Regions from separate parts of the Sus scrofa genome. Here all the other regions are linked to region 1. The links are chromatin contacts, called in public HiChIP or PLAC-seq maps. All regions are on one chromosome and are shown on one strand. Each heading gives the region's core, a stretch centred on a gene start, on an enhancer-like site or on the middle of the called end of the contact. The rest is flanking DNA. Distances are from core to core; before and after follow the strand shown. Region 1 has its middle 150 kb from the start of KLF12. Region 2 overlaps KLF12 (Kruppel like factor 12). Region 3 has its middle 280 kb from the start of KLF12.

Region 1 (3,678 bases), core at 426-2,925:
AATTCATAGCTATTGTGAAACATGCTAGCAGAAGTTGGGATATTTTTGCATGAAATTCTAATAATTTATGAACTCACACTGTCCTATAGCTGTATGAAAGCAACTAAACATCCTTGAGGGCCTTCTGTTTATTTTTGAAGGGTTTCAGTTATTTGTCTGTTAATTTGTCATGCCAGTTTAAAAGAAACTTCTGTCAGCTAAACTTTATTTTGGAATGCCTTGAATTACTATTGACTGAATGAAAATTGTTGTGCTCATAGGCCCTTAATATTTTTTTGTTTTTTTGTTTTTTCCCCTCCGGAAAGTTCCTTTTCCACAACTCAATGTCATTGGGGAGAAAATTGGTCCTGGTATAGCATTTGAAACCTTGACCTTAGCAACTCTTGGCCTGGGCTTGTTTACTACAGCTGCAGCCTATGTGTGTACAGAAAGGGAGGAACTGCAAACGGTGTGCACACTCTCTCCCCAGGCCAAGGGAAAAACAGATCGGGATGCTTGATCTGTTCATTCTGAAGAGCACCCATCAGGCATGTAATAGCGTTAGCGTTCTGGTCGTTTAAAAAAAAAATATATGTTCCTCGGGGATTACTTCCCAGCCTTCTGTGCAAGGTAAACACACATGCACTTCAGCAGACTTAGAGTGAGTTTTAGATGTTATAGCACGAAGCCGGCTGTTAGCAACTTAGTGAAATAATTTGGTCTTAAATATAGGTGTGTTTTCTCTCCGAGCAAAGATGACATAAGTGCTTAGGCCTCTAGGCCTTTATGACGGCATTTTGAACCAAGCCAGTGTGGGTTCATCTAGAGTGTTGAGTAACTTGACCAGTGAGGTGATGCTGTCAACTAGTTGAATATAGAAACGTCTTGGATGTTTTCACCACGATACAGAATGGAAAGTGTGGCATTTCATGTTTCTATGAATTAACATGAGACGAATCACTTTAAATCGGGGAGGGGGGGCGTCCAATGGTTTGTTATCTATATTGTGAGAGTGACAAACCCTTTAGTGTCAACGTCACCAAACGAGCTGTAGATGATTTGTGTATTAATACAACGTAGTTTGTATTCTGCAGAACTAGAAACGGCACAAACTCATTTGAAAAAGTTATGCCTTTTTTGACTAAATAAATTTCCTTATGCTTCCATGTTGATTCATGAACAAGAGCTAAAAATCCCCAAAGAGTTTTATTCTGAATCGACAGCACGGTTATGTTTTCCTTGTAGAAAACAACTTTCATTTTTGTAAACAATTCCTAAAATAGATTGCAGTCGCTTACCTTTATCATTTCCATTTGGAAAATACCATATGGTCCCAGAGTGGAAATAATCTGTATTTTTGCCCAGTGTTCATTTTCCATTTAAAATTCATGTGTATTTATTTTTTCAGAGTCCAAATTGTGTACGCCTTTCAGTCTTAAGTATGTGCACAATGTAAGGGTGAAAGTATTGCAATTAAATCACTGGCAACACCCAATAACCACAGCCTTAACTCATCCACCACAACTAGGGCTCTCAGAATCAAAATCTAAGTAAACAGATGGGCCTTGCCCTGTGCCCAGAAGGGCAGCAGCCTTAGGCTTTGTGAGACCTGCTTTGTGAGTGATTCTAGATCCCAGGCCCTTCTGGAGAACTGTGTGACTTCAACTGGCCAGAATTCATTGTCAGGGCGGGCCTACGGCAGCCACACCCCATCTGATGTCAGCTTTTGAGTTCTTGCGGTAGGGAACACATGCTGTGGATTAAATGGTTACTTTCTTTATATATTCTCAGTAATTATGTTACAAAAGGATTTTTCGGTTTTGGGTGTTTATTGTCATAAAAGTGGCTACTTGAGTAGTCCTGTTGCTCCATAAAAATTTGTTTTGGTCTGGCAGCAGATTACAGGATAGTTGCTCAAAGAATTCTGCTCTGGGATGGTCTTTCTTCCTGTCTTTTTTTTTTTTTTTTTTCATCTCAAAGTTAACTTTTATTTTGTTGCTGAATTTGATGGTAATAGTTTTGAATATTTATTACAGGCGTAATAATTGGACGGGTCCAAACAGTGTTGCTTTTTAGTGACAGATGCAGCAGCGGAAAGCCCTTGCTGCTGTGTTGCTATGTGGAAGATGAGGGGAAAAAAATTGCAGAGCTTTGGGATAGATTTCCCACCCCCATCAGAGGCACTAGAAGCTGCCGCTATTACAGCTTTGCTGGCCTCCACATCCAGGGATTGTGTTTCCTGTGCTTCATTCACCATGCTTAACGGTGTATATGGCTTTTCGCAATGATTGCTGGCGTGATATATCTGTATATACTACATATATAAATATATTCTCTATTTTAGATGTGTGTATATGCATAGTATTTATATTTATTATATTACATAATATTTTGTATTTATGAATGTGAGTTTTTGTATTCTCTAGTTATATTGGTATACACCCCATACCTACACCGTTCACATGATGACCATGAATTATGGTAAAGAGCCCCCTACCCACTTGAATAAAAAGGAGGAAAACAGGCAAAGTTTGTTTGTTTTGTTTTTTTTTTTTCAAGTTCTTTATTTAGTAGTAGTGTTCCCACTTTAGTTTCACAAGCAAACTTCTAACAAAACCTGAAATCAACCGTTCCCCAAAGAAAACAAACCCACAGACCTAAATGAGAACCAAGGTAAATGATTGTAAAAAAATGGCATAAATATCTGTAAAGAAAACCTTCATTCATTTCGTAATCGGGTATCTGCTAAGATTGTACATCCTGGAATCAGCACTGATTTAAGTGGCAGAGATAGCGCCGTTTGAGTCAGGCTCTCTTGCTTACTAACTCTGGATGACCTTGGTTCAATTTCTTAACTCCTCTATGTCTGTAAAATGGGAAAAATAATATGCAGTTTCCAGGGTTGTGGTGAGGGTACGATGAAATAACATAGGTAAAAATCACTTTGTGAGACTCTACAGTGCCGGTGTGGCAATTGATTTGGCAGGAAAACCAAGCCCCATCCCCCACCCCCTGCCCTAAAAGGGATGAACTTTCCAGCCTCTCAAAGTGAGCATATAAATTACACTTATGGAGAAGGAATTTCCGAGTGTGGGTAGAAAACTTCTGGCAGTCAAAGGTCATGAATTCCATTCCTGTCTCACTAGAGATTTGCTCTATGACCTTGAGAAAGTCACTCTTAAAAAAAGTCTCTCTGTAGCTGGTATAAAAGCTACTGACATTAACATTTATATAATGCAGGTGAAGTATCTGAGCTTTTCCACAGAAAACGACATGAAAATACAGTTTCCAAGATCATTTACAGAAAATAGAAAATAAAGATCAACAAGGATTATTTAGAGATTATAAACCTCCAGGCTACTTCTTCAGTGAGTCAACTGAAACTTCTATCAAGTGGTCATTAAAAATGCCCTTAAATTTTTTTTTATGGAATCATTAAATTTGTGCTGTTGTACTATAATTTAGAACAGTCTATTGAACTGCAAATCCCTGGTTAAGCCAAGATTTTGTTGATTAAGCTATGCCTGATTTATGGCTTGGTCTCTTGGTTAGACTGAAACGTGGTTGCAACACAACACTGCACAATTAAGAGAGGTTGATGATGGAGATCTTAAATGGGTATTTGCAAATTTATTGCACATGTTTTATTTATATGCACACATTTTCTGCCACGTACATTTTTTTAAAACACATTTTTGA
Region 2 (3,678 bases), core at 724-3,223, 150 kb after region 1:
GTCTTTAGTATTTGTCAGTTCCCATGGTGTAAATATTCCCACTATGGCTGGTTTCAATGGTTAAACAAAGAGCTCGCAAGATTCCTTAAAATTTAACAGTTAGCTCTCATGAGCCAGGGATGAGCTAGCTCCAGCAAATCATAGATAATTTCATTTATAAAGTTAAACAGTTTTATATACTCCTTTGCACAAATAGGGCAAATGTAGTAAATTCAGATTTCCCTGCCTTATCCTTGTGTACACATGGAAACTTTCACTCATTATCATGCAGAGAATATTTATCCTTTTTCTTATGTATGATATTGATACTGTATTTGTGTTTTTGTTCAATTGTTATTAAATTTTTATGTATGAATGGACTAGTGTTAGCTTTGTAAGTTTATACATTTTGACGGTGTCATTCTGTAAGTAATTTTATGACAACCGAAGATGATGGCAGGGAAAATCATTCTGTTACTACTTACCCTGAGGATAAACTGAAAATACTGTCTTGATTAACTGTAGTATATTATGTGATTCATTCTAAATGATTGTGCTTCATAGCTCATAATTCATGAGTTCAGAAGTCTTTACAGAGGAAGGAGCAGGGAGTATTTCACTTAATGTGTTTGTCCCAATGGCTTATGTTTTTCTTATTGCTGTTTTTTTATATTTTTTACCTCGTATCTTCAGTTATAGATGCCTCAGAACAAAGAATACAGTAATACTTGTTTTAAAACCTGCTTGAATCAGGTGTTGTTAGTCTTAATAAAGTCTTGATTCAGAGAGGAAATTGCAATTTGGAAATATATCTTTTATATATTTCACTTATATTCTGAAGGTCATTTTTAAGATGACATTTTTAAAATGTCAGCAGTGGATGCAGCATTGCCACTGTCTACATAATTGAAAGGGATTTGAATATGACTCTTAAAAACTATTTTGTGCATTTCCAGTTTGCCAATGGTGATGAAATCTTGCCAAGAGCCGTAGAATATTATGCTGTGCTTTCCTGCTTAAGCTCTAATATTTCAGCACCCTAAATAGCATCTGTAAAATATTTCTTTGTGACCGTATCAAGGGTCTTACTTCCAGGAGCTGTCTTCATCACCCCTTTCAATCAATCAATCAAGTACTCAATAATATATAAATATGATTTATATTAAATGATTATGTATATATATTGCATTAAGTTTTTTCTTTTACTCAATTTTACTGCATTTGAATTTGTCCCTTTACCATCTGCCACTAGAAAACATGAAATAAATTCTAAAAAGATCCCAGTTATTCATTATTTTCTATTCACATATATTGGCATAAAATCTGGTCTTAAGCTCTTTCACGTATATTAACAGTCGCTCTCATTGAGAATGTTTGTGGACCAGGCTCCCCAAACCTGACTTGGCTTCATTCTTTCCACCCATTCCAGTATGTTTATGAAGTGCTCTCAGCCGCTGGATTAGAGCAGGTTTTCAAAACATATGCATGCATATACATTAGCCCAACTTGTGAAAGTTCACATTGAAACTTTTGCTCTGTGACTACCTGTGATGAACAGCTACTTAAACCATTGAGCATTAGCAGTGGGTGAGTTTTCCTCTTTGTATTTGAAAGGCATGAGAACAGTAGCAAGCCTTTCAGAGAAAGCTTCAGTACCCTACCAAAAAAAAGTTTGTTTCATAGTGATGGGCATATATAGTGCCCATAAAATTTCTTTTCCATGAAGTTTCAAGGCTTTTTCTTGACACAGGCTAGAAAGAATGTAATAGCAACGATCCAACCTTTCTTCACTTTTGAGCTAAGCAGGCACAGTTGCTTTGAAAGCCCCAGTCAATGTAGGAGAAATATATTGTCAGCACTGGGCCACTGTATATTTGTGTAGAGTAGCTGCTTGGGCAATAAACATGGATTCCAAGAAAGTCAAGTCTGGGCTTTGCAATTCTCTGTATGATCTGGACCAGTGATTTCTATCTGAGTTTTAATTTTCTCAGCTGCACAGTGGAACTAACAACACCAGTCCTACCTATTTCAAGAGTTGTTTTAGAGGTGAAAGAAATTATGCCATATTTGTGAAAACAGCTCAGAGCTGTAGCATTCTAAAGGTGTGGGTGGCGCTCGATACTATTATTTATATAGCATAAAACAGAGATTCATGAGCATGACATCACATCACAAAGTCAAATATTTTCAGAATTGGAAGTGCTCACAAAGGTCATTGACTCTAATATGTGCTTGGTATGTGGCTGTCTTCCATAAGAGTTGGTCGGTTACTTTCGTGCTATGATGAGTACTCCTTGGAATTTCCTACTGCATGTGGCAGTTCATCCTATTTCCAGACATCTATAGTTACATTCAAAGTTCTTCCTTTTATTAGCCAAACCAGTGGATTTGATAATGATCCAAACTATAAGGGTATCACATATTTATTAAAATATCATCCTGCATGAGGTCATTCTTCCATCGAGTCACTTCACCCTTGGGTGTCTCGTTTCTCAGACTGGGGATATGAGAACAAAATGATATACAGGGTTTGAGAAAGATTGTGCAATTATTGAAGTAGGATAATAGCTTTATAATTTGAAAAGATGGTGCATTTGAGAAGATGATGTATTACTCATTTTAAAAAACATTAAAGCATGGAAAACCCCATCACCTCCCAGCCTCATACCCGTTATCGTTTGTATTATTTACAGCATCTCTGTGCATTTAAACACATAAATAGAGACAGTTTTACAAAAATAGAATCATATTTATACTTGGTATTTGCAGTATATTTTTGTTTGCTTCTGATGTAATGGAAGCAAATGGAACTGAGTTAAGATGAAAGGAATTTATTACTTTCAAGTTAATATCCTTTCGCCAAAGCGATGCTACTACTGGAGAATTAAGAGGGAAAAAAAACCCTTTGAGTTCTGATAATTCAAGTTTTTTAAATGACTGAGTTTAAACAATTCCTTTTGACTTTTTGCTATGAAAGATGGGTAAATTAATGACATTTCTTTCTTTCTTTTCCCTCTTAGTTTTACATTATTATAAAAATTTAGGTTATTAACATTTATTTTCTGATTGTTCACTAGAATAAGTATCAAAGCTATTTAGTCTTAACTCTTACTTTTCTCAGAAATACAGAAATAGTGCTTCACTGTCATCTATCATTTGGTATCATTGTGAAGGCTGAAGCAAATTGACTTTCCACTTGGTCTTGTTTTGCTTTTAGTTCAGATGTCCATGAACTATTTTTAGTAGTTCAGTAACCTCATCAGTTTTGCTTCTTGGTTTTTATCATTCCCTATCAGTTTTTCTTGGATCCTGCTCTTCAACTCTGAGAAGTAAAATCTGGTTTTTTTTTTTTTTTTTTTTTTTTGTCTTTTTGCCATTTCTTGGGCTGCTCCTGTGGCATATGGAGGTTCCCAGGATAGGGGTCTAATTGGAGCTGTAGCTGCTGGCCTATGCCAGGGCCACAGCAACACGGGACCTGAGCCGCGCCTGCGACCTACACCACATTTCACGGCAACGCTGGATCGTTTACCCACTGAGCAAGGGTAGGGATCGAACTCGCAACCTCATGGTTCCTAGTCGGATTCGTTAACCACTGCGCCACAACGGGAACTCCAGAATCTGTTTTTATGTCTTCAGATTGAAATATTATATTTACGGTATCTTTTCTATTTGTTTTAGTCTCTTGTTTAGTAAAACACA
Region 3 (3,678 bases), core at 343-2,842, 130 kb before region 1:
CAGTGTAAACTCACAGTAATCAGACTTGCAAACAGATGTATGAAACCAGACTCCAACTACAAATAGGCCTGTCACCAAGTCCCCAATATTGAAATTAGTATAACCACTATTCCTCTGCTCTACAGGAAGCCAAATCATAAGCAGAAGTTGGCCTGGCAAGCTTAAAATCAAAGGAAGAGACATTACCTTAACTGAGTATATGCTGCCATTAGTATAAGGTAGCCTGGGGGTCCAGAGCCATAATTCTGACAGCCTTGCCAAGGGGGCTAGAAGTGTATCACCAGCTGACCCCAACTCCCTCTCCTTGGCACAGTATCTGGATGAACACTTGTCAATACTGATCTCTGTGATCTTTCTTTTGTAATAATGAAAATATCTTTCTATAGTAACATTAATTCATTCAGGCTGGTTGCGGTTCAGTTGGTCGACCTAAAAACCATCCTACTTATGATACCTGGATATAACTCTGATTTTTCATGCATTGTTTCCGTAGGTAAACCCTCAGAGTTCAAGTGTATACCACGAATGTACAAATTCCTTCTGCAGCCTCCACAGGACATCAGTGGAGGTTCCAGAAGAGTCAGGGGAAAGTATGATTGGGGAAGTGAGAAAAATCAGGTAGGATGCTTACAGTATTTCACTTCTCTTCTTTATCTCTGCACAGGGCTGGTACATCTTGATTATGTACCAGCAAAGGGATCACAGAGAAAAATTCAATTAATGGCAGCAAAGATCTCTCCAAATTGCCCGTGTGTCTCTGATATTTTTTTCAAAGTGTTATCATCACAGTGAAATGCTCCTATTTAATCCATGTCATCCCGGTGCACCAGAAAATCTGTAACAACAAGGCAACTCTTTTATATTACGTGGTCTTTTCAATTCAAAGCCATCGAAACCATCTTTATCACTCAGTGCGTTTGTGAGATCCACTTTACTGCAGCGAAATAAGCAAGATATCAAAGATATTGTTTGCTTTGCTTTGTCTTTTCTGCACTCTCAATTTATTTTCTTTGAAAATCCGGTCAAGAGCATGTAGCTTACTGCCTCCAAACTCGTTATTAGTACAATAAGATAATTTTCACAGACGGCAAGAACTGAGGATGGAATTCAAACTACCAATGTCTATATTAAGATCCTATTTTTCAGCTAAAAGAGTCTTTTCTTAAATTAATTACAGAAAACCCGTTCATCCCTCTGAGCATTTAGACTTTTTTTACCCGGAGTAATTAACTTTCTGACCCTCCCTCATCTTTTGAATCTCGTGAACCGCTGTCGTTAGCGGCAGCGTTCGTGGCCGCATCAGCAGATGTGCTTTCTTATCCTCAGACGCCACGCACAGATGCAAATCTCAGCCCAAGCAGCCAGCCTCCTAAATGCAGCCGGGCGCGCCTCAGTCTCAGCAGAGACCCTCTCTCTTTGGAGGCTTTTGGCACACAGACTCACATTTCCAAAGAAAATGCCACCAAAGGGGATCTTCACCATCTGTCCAGCCTTTCTGGGGCGGCATCTTGGGCACATGGGGTGGGGTGGGGTGGGGTGGGGGCAGGGAGAGTCCCTGTTTCCCTCACGTCGCCCTGTGCTATTTTTTCCACCCACCAGGCCAGGAAGCTGCACAAATCTCTGGCAAACAGCCACTTTCAGTTTTCTCAGAAGCCAAGAGAGTGGTTCCCCTGTATTTTCCAAAAAGGCAAACACCGCCTTGTTCCATGAATCATTACTTAGAGAACAATCGCAAAGAATCAAACCCACCGCTTTCTGGGCCTAAAGAATCAGGCCGGGCAGCCTTCTAAATGCTTCCACTTCTCTTTGCCAGAGGGCAGAAAAGTGGTGTAGAAAATGGGCTCTCCTCCAGGGGAGCCACCCACCTGCTGACACTCAAAGACGGTGCTATTTCTACACCACCCTGGGACTTCCCAGTGGATTAGGATCAAACCCTGGGAAAGTACACCATTGTCATCCATTTCAAGCAGAATGCATCACCCACTTACAGCCAAAGCAAATCTGAAATCCTTGACGATTTCTTCTGACACCTATGACTAGGGTTCCAGGGCAGATATTGAAGTGTGGGCATTTGGAGAAGGCGGGCCTGGGCGTGGTGGCAAGGCAGGAGGATTGGGGTGGCGATGGTGAGGTGGAAGAGGATTTGAGAAAGAGCAAGGAAAGACATTCCAGAGGGAGGGGAACAAGGGCCAAAAATAACTCTTCTATGTAGAAGCGTCTGGAGAAAAAAGTTACTGAAAGTTCCTTTTGCCATGGATCTCAGGCAGTTAATTTATTTTTCCACTGATATGTTAATATATTTAATGTATATGTGATTAAAAAAAAATCCACTACCAGGCTTATATTTTAATTTGATCTGCCCAAAATAAAGTTGTCCACTCTTATTTCCAAAAGGTAATATTTAAATTAATTTATTTAAAAAACTGTATTGAGTGACTACTTTTTGTGAAACACTTTGCTATCTATAGGCTGTGGTGAATGGGAGATTCAAAAAACACTACAGATTTTATTGATAAAGTGAGATCATTAAAATATGATAAAACATGCACCCAGGAATGAGAAAATAAAACAGTGCTCTTAGGGCAATCCTTTGTCATTTTTAAGCCTTGACTTAAATTTATAAGATGAGAAAATGTGTTAGGAGATCTCAAAAACTTGTTTGCAATGTTAATGTTCATCATAGATTTTTCTTTCTTCCTTACTAACTTTGATTTCTTTAGCCGCCACTGGCCCCCCACCCCACCCCCTCTCCACTTAGTTCCTTCATTGCAACACTTTCACTACTTCCCTGGGCAATTTCATCAATTCCCATAGCTTTGATTTCCACTTATAGACTTATGATTCCCAAAGGTAAATAGATAAAAAGATAAATGATTGGTAGATCACTTGATAGATACATGAATAAATGATTGATTAGATAGATGGATAGATAGATTTTAGAAAGAAAGAAAGAAAGAAAGAAAGAAAGAAAGAAAGGAAAAGGAAGGAAAGAAAGAAGGAAAGAGAAAGAAAGGAAGGAAGGAAGGAAGGAAGGAAGAAATGAATAAACTTATCTCCTGGTCTCCAAACCAGATATTTAGCATTTAACAAATGTCTCCACCTGTATGTCCCAAATTCATTTCAAACTTTCATTTGCAAAATTGAAAATCTATTTTTGTGTCTGTCATAGTAAATACTAATGCTCTCTACTCAAATGCCAAAGTCAAAAACTGGGAATTTTCTTCAGTTGCTTGTATCACCATCCAGGTGGTACCCAGAACAGTCTATCCTTCCTCTTACATCCACATGCCTTCCATCCATCTTCCGAGCCACCATCAAAGTGACCTTTCCAAATCCCAGTGATGCTAAGGCACTCCTTGTTAAGTTTAACACATTTAACCACAGTTTGTTGCTGCCACCACCTTCTTCTGTCCCACCATTGGTTCCTCATCCCAAGTGCACATCTCAATCTGGAATACACATGCCCCGGGAGTCCTGGCAGTGTGCCAAGGGAATTCAGCACCCCAGGATAACATCTTCTTAAAAATTCAATTTTACTCGAGGGCAAGAAATTTAAAATATTATTTCAGTATTGATTCAAGCAGAGTACACACTAGAAAGCAAAAAATATGAAAGGAGATTTCAAATCAATTTTTCCCTTGTAATGGCCCACTTCAGGCTCTGCACCCAACACCGATG

Evidence for each region. HiChIP or PLAC-seq counts read pairs in DNA pulled down with a chosen protein or histone mark.
Region 2: an H3K27ac HiChIP or PLAC-seq map of skeletal muscle shows a contact between it and region 1. The contact joins two enhancer-like sites. A contact is called at or near these places in 3 of 47 Hi-C or Micro-C datasets (embryonic fibroblasts and liver) and 1 of 2 datasets of contacts at active chromatin or transcription factors (skeletal muscle).
Region 3: a contact with region 1 is called in an H3K27ac HiChIP or PLAC-seq map of skeletal muscle. The contact joins two enhancer-like sites. A contact is called at or near these places in 1 of 5 promoter capture datasets (liver), 5 of 47 Hi-C or Micro-C datasets (embryonic fibroblasts, heart right ventricle, liver and 1 more) and 1 of 2 datasets of contacts at active chromatin or transcription factors (skeletal muscle).

The regions. Positions count from the first base shown.
Region 1 is chr11:46,453,423-46,457,100 of Sscrofa11.1, reverse strand. It overlaps a transcript of KLF12 not described here. Among named protein-coding and RNA genes, the nearest start is that of KLF12, 150 kb to the right of the region's middle. Within about 2 kb of position 1,675, at least 19 of the 83 cell types and tissues checked have an H3K27ac peak or open chromatin away from gene starts, as enhancers often do. A contact at or near this core is called in skeletal muscle, where this site is marked.
Region 2 is chr11:46,301,191-46,304,868 of Sscrofa11.1, reverse strand. The region is part of intron 1 of KLF12 (Kruppel like factor 12); the gene reads left to right. Among named protein-coding and RNA genes, the nearest start is that of KLF12, 5.2 kb to the left of the region's middle. Within about 2 kb of position 1,973, at least 4 of the 83 cell types and tissues checked have an H3K27ac peak or open chromatin away from gene starts, as enhancers often do. A contact at or near this core is called in skeletal muscle, where this site is marked.
Region 3 is chr11:46,583,480-46,587,157 of Sscrofa11.1, reverse strand. It overlaps a transcript of KLF12 not described here. Among named protein-coding and RNA genes, the nearest start is that of KLF12, 280 kb to the right of the region's middle. Within about 2 kb of position 1,592, at least 18 of the 83 cell types and tissues checked have an H3K27ac peak or open chromatin away from gene starts, as enhancers often do. A contact at or near this core is called in skeletal muscle, where this site is marked.